Linked DNA regions of Oryctolagus cuniculus: region 1 is linked to region 2. The links are chromatin contacts, called in public Hi-C maps. All regions are on one chromosome and are shown on one strand. The core of a region is the stretch at or near the end of the contact, and the rest is flanking DNA. Distances in the headings are between cores, read along the strand shown. Region 1 has its middle 62 kb from the start of EBF2. Region 2 holds the start of PPP2R2A (protein phosphatase 2 regulatory subunit Balpha).

What was found. A called contact is a pair of places that touch in the nucleus more often than the background predicts.
Region 1: a Hi-C map of an unstated tissue shows a contact between it and region 2, with 1.8 times the contacts expected there. The contact joins the enhancer-like site here to the promoter of PPP2R2A in region 2. A contact is called at or near these places in 3 of 6 Hi-C or Micro-C datasets (ear pinna, psoas muscle and an unstated tissue).

Annotation. Positions count from the first base shown.
Region 1 is chr2:48,110,644-48,116,096 of mOryCun1.1, reverse strand. No RefSeq gene overlaps it. Among named protein-coding and RNA genes, the nearest start is that of EBF2, 62 kb to the left of the region's middle. Within about 2 kb of position 1,501, at least 2 of the 8 cell types and tissues checked have an H3K27ac peak or open chromatin away from gene starts, as enhancers often do.
Region 2 is chr2:47,954,688-47,959,898 of mOryCun1.1, reverse strand. PPP2R2A (protein phosphatase 2 regulatory subunit Balpha) reads left to right here and starts at 3,336. Exons shown (of 10, transcript NM_001171075.1): 1 at 3,336-3,638. The coding sequence starts at 3,632. LOC138848457 (a long non-coding RNA gene) reads right to left here and starts at 2,508. Exons shown (of 2, transcript XR_011386254.1): 1 at 2,162-2,508; 2 at 1,604-1,886.

The sequences.
Region 1 (5,453 bases), core at 252-2,751, 160 kb before region 2:
TCTGCCTTGGAGGGTATACATCAGCAGGAAGCTGAAATCAGGAGTAGAGCAGGACTCCATCGCATGCACTCTGATATGGGGTGCAGGAGTCCAAAGGGGCAGCTTAACCATTGCACCAAAGATCCAACCCACCTCCTACATATGTATTTAAAGATGTGAACATTCAGACAGATACATTAGAAAACATATTAAAGTGTCAAGTGCATGCCGCCATGTTGAACGGGATTGTACATCAGCCAAACACCACACATGTGGCCTTGTCCCAGCTGTTGGAACAACTCTTGATAAAGTTTCTGATGAAACAAAGGACAAACACTGTATGATTCCACTGATGTGGGGTACACAGAATAGACAAGTTCACAGGGGCAGAAGTAGTCAGAGGGCCCCAGGGTCTAATGAGAAGTGGGACAGATGGTTATTGCTGTATGGGTAAGGAGTTCATTTAGGACAATGAAAATGCTTTGGAAATAGATAATGGCAATGGTGGCACAACAGAGCCAATGTAATTGTTTACTTAGAAATGTTGAAAATAGTAAATTTTATGTTGTATAGATTTTATCCTAGTTTTCAAAAATAACAAAAAAAGAAGCCTTGCAAAAACATTTTTGTTTATCGGTAAGATGGAGTTCTGTCCTAGCTCAAAGAATTAATAATAAGTGGCCTTTCCTCTACTTGATGTCCATGGGGACCAGGGACACTTGCGCAAGTGGCCCATGCCTTGCAGAATATCGTCGACTAACCTCACTAAAAATGTCCCCATCGAGTTCCAGTCGCCCCCCAAAGAGTAGAATAGTGGGAGTGAGAGGCAGGGAGGTTGTCCGGGGCCGGCCGCGCTAATGCCCGCTGTCCACACGGGGACTGGAACGCTCCGCGAGGACGCAGCAGAAACCCAGCCCACTGAGAAGCCGACTCCGGGACGGATGGAGGGTGAGGGGAAGGAGGACGCGGAACCGCGTGAGACCGACTTCCCCTTCCCACCGCTCGCCCAGGCTCCCGGGTTCTTGGGCAGCAGGGCTCATTGCGGTCCCCCGCCAGACGGTGGAGCTAGAGAGCCTCGAACACTTCGGATCTGCGGGTGACTCAGGATGCAGGCAGAGCTGACTCAGCAGAGCGACGACCGATGACCGGAACCACGACTCTCTGTTGAATCATTACCGAGTTCTTGGCTGTAGGTTTTTTTTTTTTTTTTTTTTTCATTTAATTTTAACAACATTTTTACAGGTGAACAAACAAGGTGTGACAGTTGCAAGAACCTGTCAGTCAAATATTGAAGTCCCAGAAATTCCCAGCCCCGAAGTCGGAATCTGTTCTGTTCTCTCGGAGGTGTCCCTCGCAGACCTGCAACTGCCTGGCTGCAGACCGCGAGATCCTAGCGCCCCCCTCCCTTCTTCCCTCCATGAGGGTGGGGCCCTGCTGGATCTCAAGGACACAGGAAGCAGTGGTTTCTCTTGTGACACTCAGTTCCAGGCCTGTGCTCTCCAGCTGTGACTGCTGCTGTCCTGGCTGACAGCCAGTGACAAAGGACCCCTTGGGCTGCCATGGGGATGCTTCTTTCTGTATGCGCTGACTCAGGGATCTGGGACTCACAAGCAGGACTGAATGTCCCTATTGCTACCCTTCCCATCCTTATCCCAGTGTCCACCCAAAGCCGGTTCCTCCCTGGAAGGGAGCCTGTGATGCCGCCCCACACCTTGAACCCTCTCCTTGCTGCACCAGGTGCTCCCGGCACTCCCTGGGACCCCATGCCAGCGGCACTGGCTGCCTCCACAGTGTCTTTCTGTGTGTGAGATCCGGCAGGCATGGGCCAAGTCTTCTGTGTCCTTTAAGGCTAGCCCATTCGCCACTGTAATTACTGCAGTGACGAGTACATGGCACTGATAATTAGGGCCACTGCCCTTTTCTCCACACTTTCCTAGCATCTCATTTGATCCTCCTTACAACCCGGCCAGGCAGGTGTTTATTGCTATCCCCATTCTGCAGATGAGGCTATGCGCGCCCAAGACATCTGGGTGGAATGTGGCAGAACCGGGTCCTGACTCCAGGTCCTGCAGTGCCTCAGCACGGCCTTGGAGTGCCTGCAGGGAGCTCTGTGACTGAGTCTCCTGCTGCATTGTTTGAGCTCCTTGCAATTGTCCAAACTACTTCAGCAGTTCCTCTAAAAGGTAGCAAGATTTTGTGCTTTAAACAGCTTCACACCCATGAGCCACTGGAAGGCTGCTAGATTGCACTAAGACACACACAACAGGTGCTGTTTCCTGTTTGGATCATGGGTCCCTAGACAGGGGAGGGAGAAAGCCCAGCTGGGAGTGGCCCGGGTGCCTTCATGTGCGGTGCACTGGGAACAAAGAGATGATTATGAAAGGTATGTGATACAGAGTTCAGAGGCAGGCACACAGATCCACTGGCAAGGTGGGACAGAGGAGCCAGAATGCCAAGCCAAATACAGAGAAAATCATGAGGAAGTAGAGTAAAATGTGTGTGTGTGTGTACTTCATGTGTACATATATATGTATATATCCATATGTACATATACAAACATATAGGGACTTCAAAAATCCATGGAAAATGAAAATAAAAGTTTATTTTGGTGCAAAAATGTTTTGAAAGTCATGCCTACAAGAGACCTTTAAAGAGTTTATGAAAAATGGGCATTATAGGGAAAAAAACTACACATGGATTTCAATATTTTCATACCAGATAACCTTTTCATTCTGTTTTTCCATGAGCTTTATGAAGTACCCTCATATTTATGGATAAATTTCTGGAGTCACAGGCATGAGCTTGGAAGTTCGGCTCCTGGTGGGTAAGATTCCGTGTTCCCCAGGTCCGTGCCAGCATGGCTGTCCACACTGCTACTCAGGGTCCTGGGGTTGAAACAGACGGACAGAACCAGCAGCTTCATTGGAAAGCAAGGCACACAGCCAGGCAGAAAGCCTAAAGCAAGTCTTGACCCCAAGGGGCCTGGCAAACAGGAAACCCAGATGTGGACTGGGCAAACCAAATGGAACCAGCAGATTCCAAGCAAGCCGATGACTAGCAGTAAGCAGTACGAAGCAGGTCCTGGGGCAGTCCCAGGCACCCAGCTCCTAGACAACTCCTTACCCCACTTTTCTCTGCTGGTGGGGTGAGGCTGTGTTAGTCAGGCTCCAGAGGCCGGCCATGTGAGTAAGCAGTTTCAGTAGCTGATTCCAAGTGAACACTCACACGACGGATAGATGACAGAAGCAACAACAGAGCACTCCCCTCACACGGGCGTTCAGCCTAGCAGTTCAGACATGAGTTAGGAGGCTCATGTCCCACTGGACGACCTGGGTTTCATTCATGACCCTAACTTCCTGCTGGTGCCGACCCTGGGAGAAAGTGCTGACAGCAGAAGTTACTGGGCTCTTGCCACCTAAGGAAAAATCTGAGCTGCAATCCCAGGTCCCAGCTTACAGCCTGGCCTGTCCCTAGCTGTTGAGGGCATTAGGGGGAGTGAAACAGCAAACAGGAGCTTTATCTCTCTCTCTCTCTCTCTCTCTCTATCTCTCTATCTCTCTCTCCTCTTTCTGATTCTCTGCCTCTCAAAATAAGTTTTTTTTTAAATATTTTATCTATTTGAGAGGTGCAGTTACAGACAGAGAGGGAGAGACAAAGAGAAAGGTCTTCCATCTGCTGGTTCAGTCCTCAAATAGCCACAATGGCTAGAGCTGATACGATCTGAAGCCAGGAGCGTCTTCCAGGTCTCCCACACAGGTGCAGGGGCCCAGGCACTTGGGCCATCTTCCACTACTTTCCAAGGCCATAGCAGAGAGCTGGATCAGAAGAGGAGCAGCCAGGATTCAAACCGACACCCATATGGGATGCTGGCATCTCAGGCAGAGGCTTAGCCTACTATGCCACAGCTCTGGCCCCCAAAATTAAATAAGTTTTTGAAAGTCTAAATTCTACATGAGGATTTGACAAGGTACCATCTTCCAAGAACAGACCAAGTCCTAACCAGCCACTGAGTCTGCCAAGCCTTTGACCTTAGACTTCCCAGCCTCCAGAACTGACCAATATATTCCTGTCGCTTATAAATTATACAGTGCCAAGGTACCTTGTTCTATCAGCCTGCACAGACTAAGTCAACCCTACGGCAAAGTGTCATTGCTGCTCCTCCCCTAAAACTTGGGGTCACACATTGTCTCTGTTGACAAGGAGGTCCTTCGCACAACTTTAGAATTCAAGTGAGAAATTCTCCCGGGTAGATTAGGTTGGTCAATCCCATATCCCTGAGAAACCTGAACCCCCTTCCCTGGAGCTCAGATACAACCTGACATTTGTGCAATGGAGATCTGGGCCAGGCTTCTTGTCACCTTTTTCTAATTGCTTCTATTCTTTATCAAATAAATGGCATTATAGATAAATTAATAGAACTGAGTAGAAGGAAGAGATGGTTCATACCATTAACACTCCAAGTTGAACAGTTTTTCATTTGTTCAAGTTCATTTCTCATTCATTTCATCAGCGTATGTCATTTTTATGTGGTTGTAATCATAGCAGTGTATAATGTATTATTTTTAGCACTTAAAATTAAATCAATAGAACTTTTTATATTAAGGAGTCTTCATATTGTTACTGGCTATATTTATCTCACAAGAGGTTATATCACTTAATTCACCCAATCACTCCTCTGCTGGTATTTTTCTTTTCTTTTTAAAGATTTATTTATTTATTTGAAGGGCATAGTTACAGAGAGCCAGAGAGAAAGCGGGATCTTCCATCCACTGGTTCACTCCCCAGATGGCCGCAGCTGGGCTGACCCAAAGCCAGGCACCGGGAGCTTCTCCTGGGTCTCTCATCTGGGTACAGGGGCCCAAGCACTTGGGCTACCTTCTGCTACTTTCTCAGGCCATTAACGAGGAGCTGAATCAGAAGTGGAGCAGCCGGGACACGAACCAGAGCCCATATGGGACGCTGGCGTCAGACAGCGGCTTTTACTGCTACACCACGGCACAGGCCCCATGGTGTAGATGCTTTCAGTTTTTCAGTCTCGGACCTAATATTGTGATGAACACAGCAGCGCATGCTCAGATCCCTATTCTGGGTCAGTCTCCGGAAGCCCAGTGGAAGATGACACTGGCAGTTTTCCAGACAACTCTTTCTATGCAGTGACAACCACAGGGAGTGACCCAGTTCTGGGCTGCTGGGGAGAAGGATGAGAGACAAGAAAAATGGGAGGTTCTGTTTGTCCTACAGCTGGTTAGAAGCAGTGGTTGTCATCTTTTGCCGAGATGGGCAGACAGGCAGAGCAGAGGCGTCTTTTTGAAGAGAGGTCTTATGAGATCCATGACAAAGCATCATCACTTCCTGGCCTACACGTAGCAACTGCGGTGACCCGGGTTGGGGCAAGAAGGTGGCATGGGGACAATTGGTCCTGGTGGTGAAAATGTCCTAGACGCAACATTTTCATGCAGGTGGAGCAGCAGGGG
Region 2 (5,211 bases), core at 2,087-4,586:
GCACATATTTAGAAGGAGATGAAGGCTCAATTGGAAGTAGTTGGGACAAATTTATAAGCAACTTACAAATGTTGCCTAATAAATGTAGATCACTTGTAAAATGCCTCTTTCTTCCAGAGTTAAGAAGGGTGTGTGATAATACTTCTGATAATGGCAGGATCTAAGGATCCTACACTTCTGTGGTTTTCTTCCCCAGCCAGAGAGATTTATTTATTCATCCATTAATGCAACAAATTATGTGGCTGATGATATAGAGATGAACGCATACTTCCTTCCCTCAGAGAGCTCAGTATAGTAACAGACACATATTTAGAGCATTTTAACATGGTCTACAAAGAGAGTTGTATTCTGTTTTTTAGGAATATTTAGTAAAGGCAACCAACACAGCCAAAGATGCAGAGGGAATGGCTGAAGATATCAGCAAAGCCTTCCTGGAGGAAGCTATATCTGATTTTTTTTTAAACTTACTTTTATTATTTATCGGAGAGGCAGAGAGACAGACAGAGCAAGACAGTGAGCTGCCATCCACCAGTTGACTCTCCAAATGCCTGGTATGGCTGGAACAGGGCCAGGCATAAACCGGGAGCTCAATCCTGAATCCTAATGCAGAGTGCCTGATTGGGTCCCTGGATACTCTGCTTTCAATCCAGCTTCCTGTTGAAGTGTATCCTGGGAGGAGGCAGATGAAGGATCAAGTACTTGGGGCCCTGTCACCCACTGAGGAGACCTGGATGGAATTCCAGTCTCTTGGCTTTGGCCTGGCTCAGCCCTGGCTGTTGAGTGCATTTGGCAAAGGAAACAGGACACAGCAGATATCTCTCTGCCTTTCAAATAAATTAATAAATGTTCAAAAAGTTCATGGAGGGGCTGACACTATAGTGTAGTAGGTTTAGCCTCCGCCTACGGCAAGGGCACCCAGTAGGGGTGCTGATTCAAGTCCTGGCTGTTCTACTTCCATCTAGCTCTCTGCTATTTCCACTGGGAAAACAGTGGAAGACAGCCCAAATGCTTGAGCCCCTCCAACCATATGGGAGACTTGGAAGAAGTTCCTAGCTCCTGGCTTTGGATTGGCCCAGCTCCGGCTGTTGAGGCCATTTGGGGAGTAAACCAGCAGATGGAAGATCTCTCTCTAACTCTGCCTCTCAAATAAACAACTATATAAATATTTTTTTAAAAGTTCATGGAAAATGTGATTAATGAAAAAATGATTCATGGATTTTTTTTTTTTTTTTACAGAGTGGACAGTGAGAGAGAGAGACAGAGAGAAAGGTCTTCCTTTTTGCCGTTGGTTCACCCTCCAATGGCTGCCGTGGCCAGTGCGCTGTGGCCAGCACACCGCGCTGATCCGATGGCAGGAGCCAGGTGCTTCTCCTGGTCTCCCATGGGGTGCAGGGCCCAAGCACTTGGGCCATCCTCCACCGCCTTCCCTGGCCACAGCAGAGAGCTGGCCTGGAAGAGGGGCAACCGGGACAGAATCCGGCACCCCGACCGGGACTAGAACCCGGTGTGCCGGCGCCGCTAGGTGGAGGATTAGCCTGTTGAGCTGCGGCGCCAGTTTTCTAAAAATTTTAGTTTTAAAAATTGCTTTACTATTAAACTGTTCTAAAGATCACAAATAGGCAGAAAGTAGACATGATAGGTAGTATTATTATCTCCTTTTTTAAAAAAAGATTTATTTATTTATTTGGAAGACAGAGTTACAGAGAAGCAGAGGCAGAGAGAGGGGTCTTCCATCCGCTTGTTCACTCCCCAGATGGCCACAACAGCCAGAGCTGTGCTGATCCAAAGCCAGGAGCCAGGAGCTTCTTCCAGGTTTCCCACGGAAGGGTTCAGGGGCCTAAGGACCCGGGCCATCTTCCACTGCTTTCCCAGGCCATAGCAGAGAGCTGGATTGGAAGTGGAGCAGCCGAGACTCGAACCGGCACCCATATGGGATGCCAGCCCTGCTATTATCTTAATTGTCCCCTTCTTGGGTCTTTGAATGTCTGCAAGTCAACCTTTGGATGTTTCAGCATGTGTCTTTGATGTGTAAAATGTGAATATTGTTCTCATAAGGGCGCTGTGATTATGTGAGATGCGTAAAGTGTACCACGTAGGGGCAGAGATTTAGCCCAATGCTTAAGATGCCTGTGTCCCATATCAGAGTATCTGGGTTCTATACCTGGTTCCGGTTCCTGATTCCAACTTCCTGTTAATGCAGGCCCTGGGAGGCAGCAGTGATGGCTGAAGTCATTGGGTTCCTGGCACTCACTCGGAGACCTGGATTGAGGTCCTAACTTCTGGATTCTGCCCTGGTTGGGGGCATTTGGTGAGTGAACCAGTACATGGTAGCGCTCTCCCTTTCATGTAAATTTAAAAAAAAATTTTTTTAAAAGGATACAGTGTAAGCATCATTAGAGCATCTTTCAAAAAAGTGCACATCCCCTCTTGGCTGACGACGACGGTTGTTTTCTGTTCCTTTTCTTCCTTCCACCTCTTAGCTCTGTTGAAGATGCTTTCTGTACAAATCTAGTAACAAAGGCAGCTAACATTTATCGAGTACTCAACTTAAGTCATTCCCCGTAACAGCACTCCTGCAAGGTGGGATTTAAAACTCATCTTGCATGCCCTGGAGTCAGCATTCGGCAGCCTGTCTTCAGAGCCCCTCTCCTAGCGAGTGAAAGGACTACCTCCTTCAGCTGGACAAACCTGGGTCACTTTTCCGGCCACACCCTGCTCAGAACAATCTCAGTTTTCTGTTTAAAACCACTCTTACTGCCTGCGGTTGCCAAGAAGGACTCTTGCCCCTTGCTGAGGCCCATGTAAAGGTAATTTAAGTCACCCAAATAGGCCCAGCCCAGCTTCGTCCTTCTGAGCTCCGTGAACTTTTCACCTTGGCTGAGGAGCCAATCTGCACCGCTGTCCCTTTATTTCTGTGTTCTGTGGCTTCAGGGCCAACCCACAGCGCCACTTTCTTCAGTGGCAATGGAGCTCGCTTTAAAAAAAAAAAAAAAAAAGCCAAGTACCCCACGAGTCTCTGCAGGCAAGCACATTAACTGAATAGGTGAGGCCGCCCTGGAGTCCCGGTAAGGGGCCGGAGGCTGGGGGCGCTACGAGGTACGCGGGAACACAGCCAGCGCAAAACGACCAAGGAGGCAGCCCGCAGGCCAAGGCTCCGCGCAGGCCCGGTCGGCGAGGACGCAGCAGGAGGGGCGGGGCCAAGCGCGGCAGGAAGGGGGCGTGGCCAGGGTTCGGTCAGGCCGCTCCCTGCCCCTCCCCCTCTGCTCTCCGCCCTACCCGGAGGTTCCGCCCCCTGGGTGACGTCACTGGCCTGGCCAGCCGGCGCCATTTTGAAAGTGGAGTCGCTTGCCCCTGCCGCTGAATCCGCTGTCGCTGTCGTAGCCGCTGCCGCCTCTGCCGCTGTCGCTGCTGGAGAAAGAGCACGAGCCGGGAAGCCCCAGAGTGAAACCCACCATCGGGCTGGCTGGTCTGCCCGCTCCACCTTTCTTCTCCCCCGGCCCCCGCCCTGTCCCCCCACAGGTGCCATCCGCCGCCATCCGCCCTCTCTACCCCCCCATCCTCAGGTGAGGGGGGTGAGTTCGGGAAGCCGAGACCCCGAGGAACCCAGCAGGGGCACCATTTGCAGCGGAACATGGCAGGTAAAGGAGAAATCCCCCTCGCCCACTGATCCGGCGATGCTTCCCTCCTCCTCCTTCCATCACCCCCTAGCGACCGCTCGTGCCTCTCGCGGAGCCCCGGGGCTCCCCCCGGATTTCAGGGAATTGGTCAAGTAGGGTGGGGTGGGGCGGGCAGGGCTCCGGAGAGGCGAGGCGTCCCTGTGAACTGGAAATGGCTTTGAAAATGAGGGTTGGAACCTTGGCATGGGCAGGGGTGGGGGTGGGGAATGTGCCGGCGAACCGTGGGGTAAGGCGTGGGTGGGGCGGGTGGGGGCGTGCAGATTTGTTCCTACTGCTGGAGAGCCTGGTGTGTCCTCTCCCTCCCCGCCACCCTGCCTCCCGGCTGTTTTTGCGGATCTTTATTCATTTAATTCCTATTTTCTCCCAGTGCTGCAAGCCTTCTTGGGTGTCCACACGTATTTTTGCACTGAGAAGGAAGAGCGCTTTACAAGTTAAAAGATAATGGGGAGGGGTTATGTTGTATTTTTACCTTCATTGTGGCTACCTATATGTAGCTTTCTGAGGTTATAAGCTGAATTTTTTGTTGGGAACCGTCTCCTTTCTGGTTATCAGCCTTTACGACCAAAGTGCAAGGCCTTTAATGGACAGCACATTGAATGAAGAACATCATTTAAACTTTCTGTTTTTTATGTTAGCTTTTGTACAGATGTGATTTTTTTCCCAGAAGGGTTTCATAGAGTTAGCTGAAGTAGTTGTGGAGTTAAGTGATATAAATAGCCAAAGGAAGAGCGATTGAGGCAAAAGCTTGGGAAAAAAAAGAAAAGAAAAATGTACAGAAAAAACCAGGTTGGAAATGTTTAGGAAGGAAGAGGTTATTGCTTTGAGGATTTTTTTTTTTTGGCATATTTTGTTGTTACTGAGTGTCTTCCTCGAACTAGTAGAATCAATTCTAGATTTAGATTCAGTTTTTCTGCCATAGATCCGAGACATTGTCACCATTTCCTTCTCAATGTGTGGAAGTGAAATGAAATAGAATTCTGAGAGTAAACCAGTTTTTTAATATTCTTGTAATTAAATCTTTTTATAACTATTTCTTTGACATGATAGTTAAATCGTTTTTGATAATTTGATAATTAAATCTTAAGTTAAAAATGTTGAATTGGTTTGCAGTTTGCTGTAAACAAGTTGCTCTTTGGCCTTGTTGAATAATGAAATGAGATTAAAATTGCTTTGCACAAGATGATGACAAGTTAGGAAAACTATTCTTTGCCAGGCCCTTTGGATTTTGAGGGATAAGGGGAAGGGAGTTGGAGCAAGCTTCTTTGCAGCACTCATTTTAGTTTCTTTTCTTCTCCGGTACCTGTGATTTGAAAGAAATGGATGCTGTGTTTGCTGTGTGTGCGTTTTGGTGATAGGTTTCTTATGAATCATTACTACTCACCTAGGCAATAATGCTTCCAGAGTTTTCTGTTCATTCCATGTTTTATGATATTTTAACCTTGTTAACTTCTGCACAGTTTTTATACACTTACAGGGAAATGTAACTTGTGTTATTTTCTGGTATGTCTTGTTTGTAAGGCTCTGAAAGTACTTG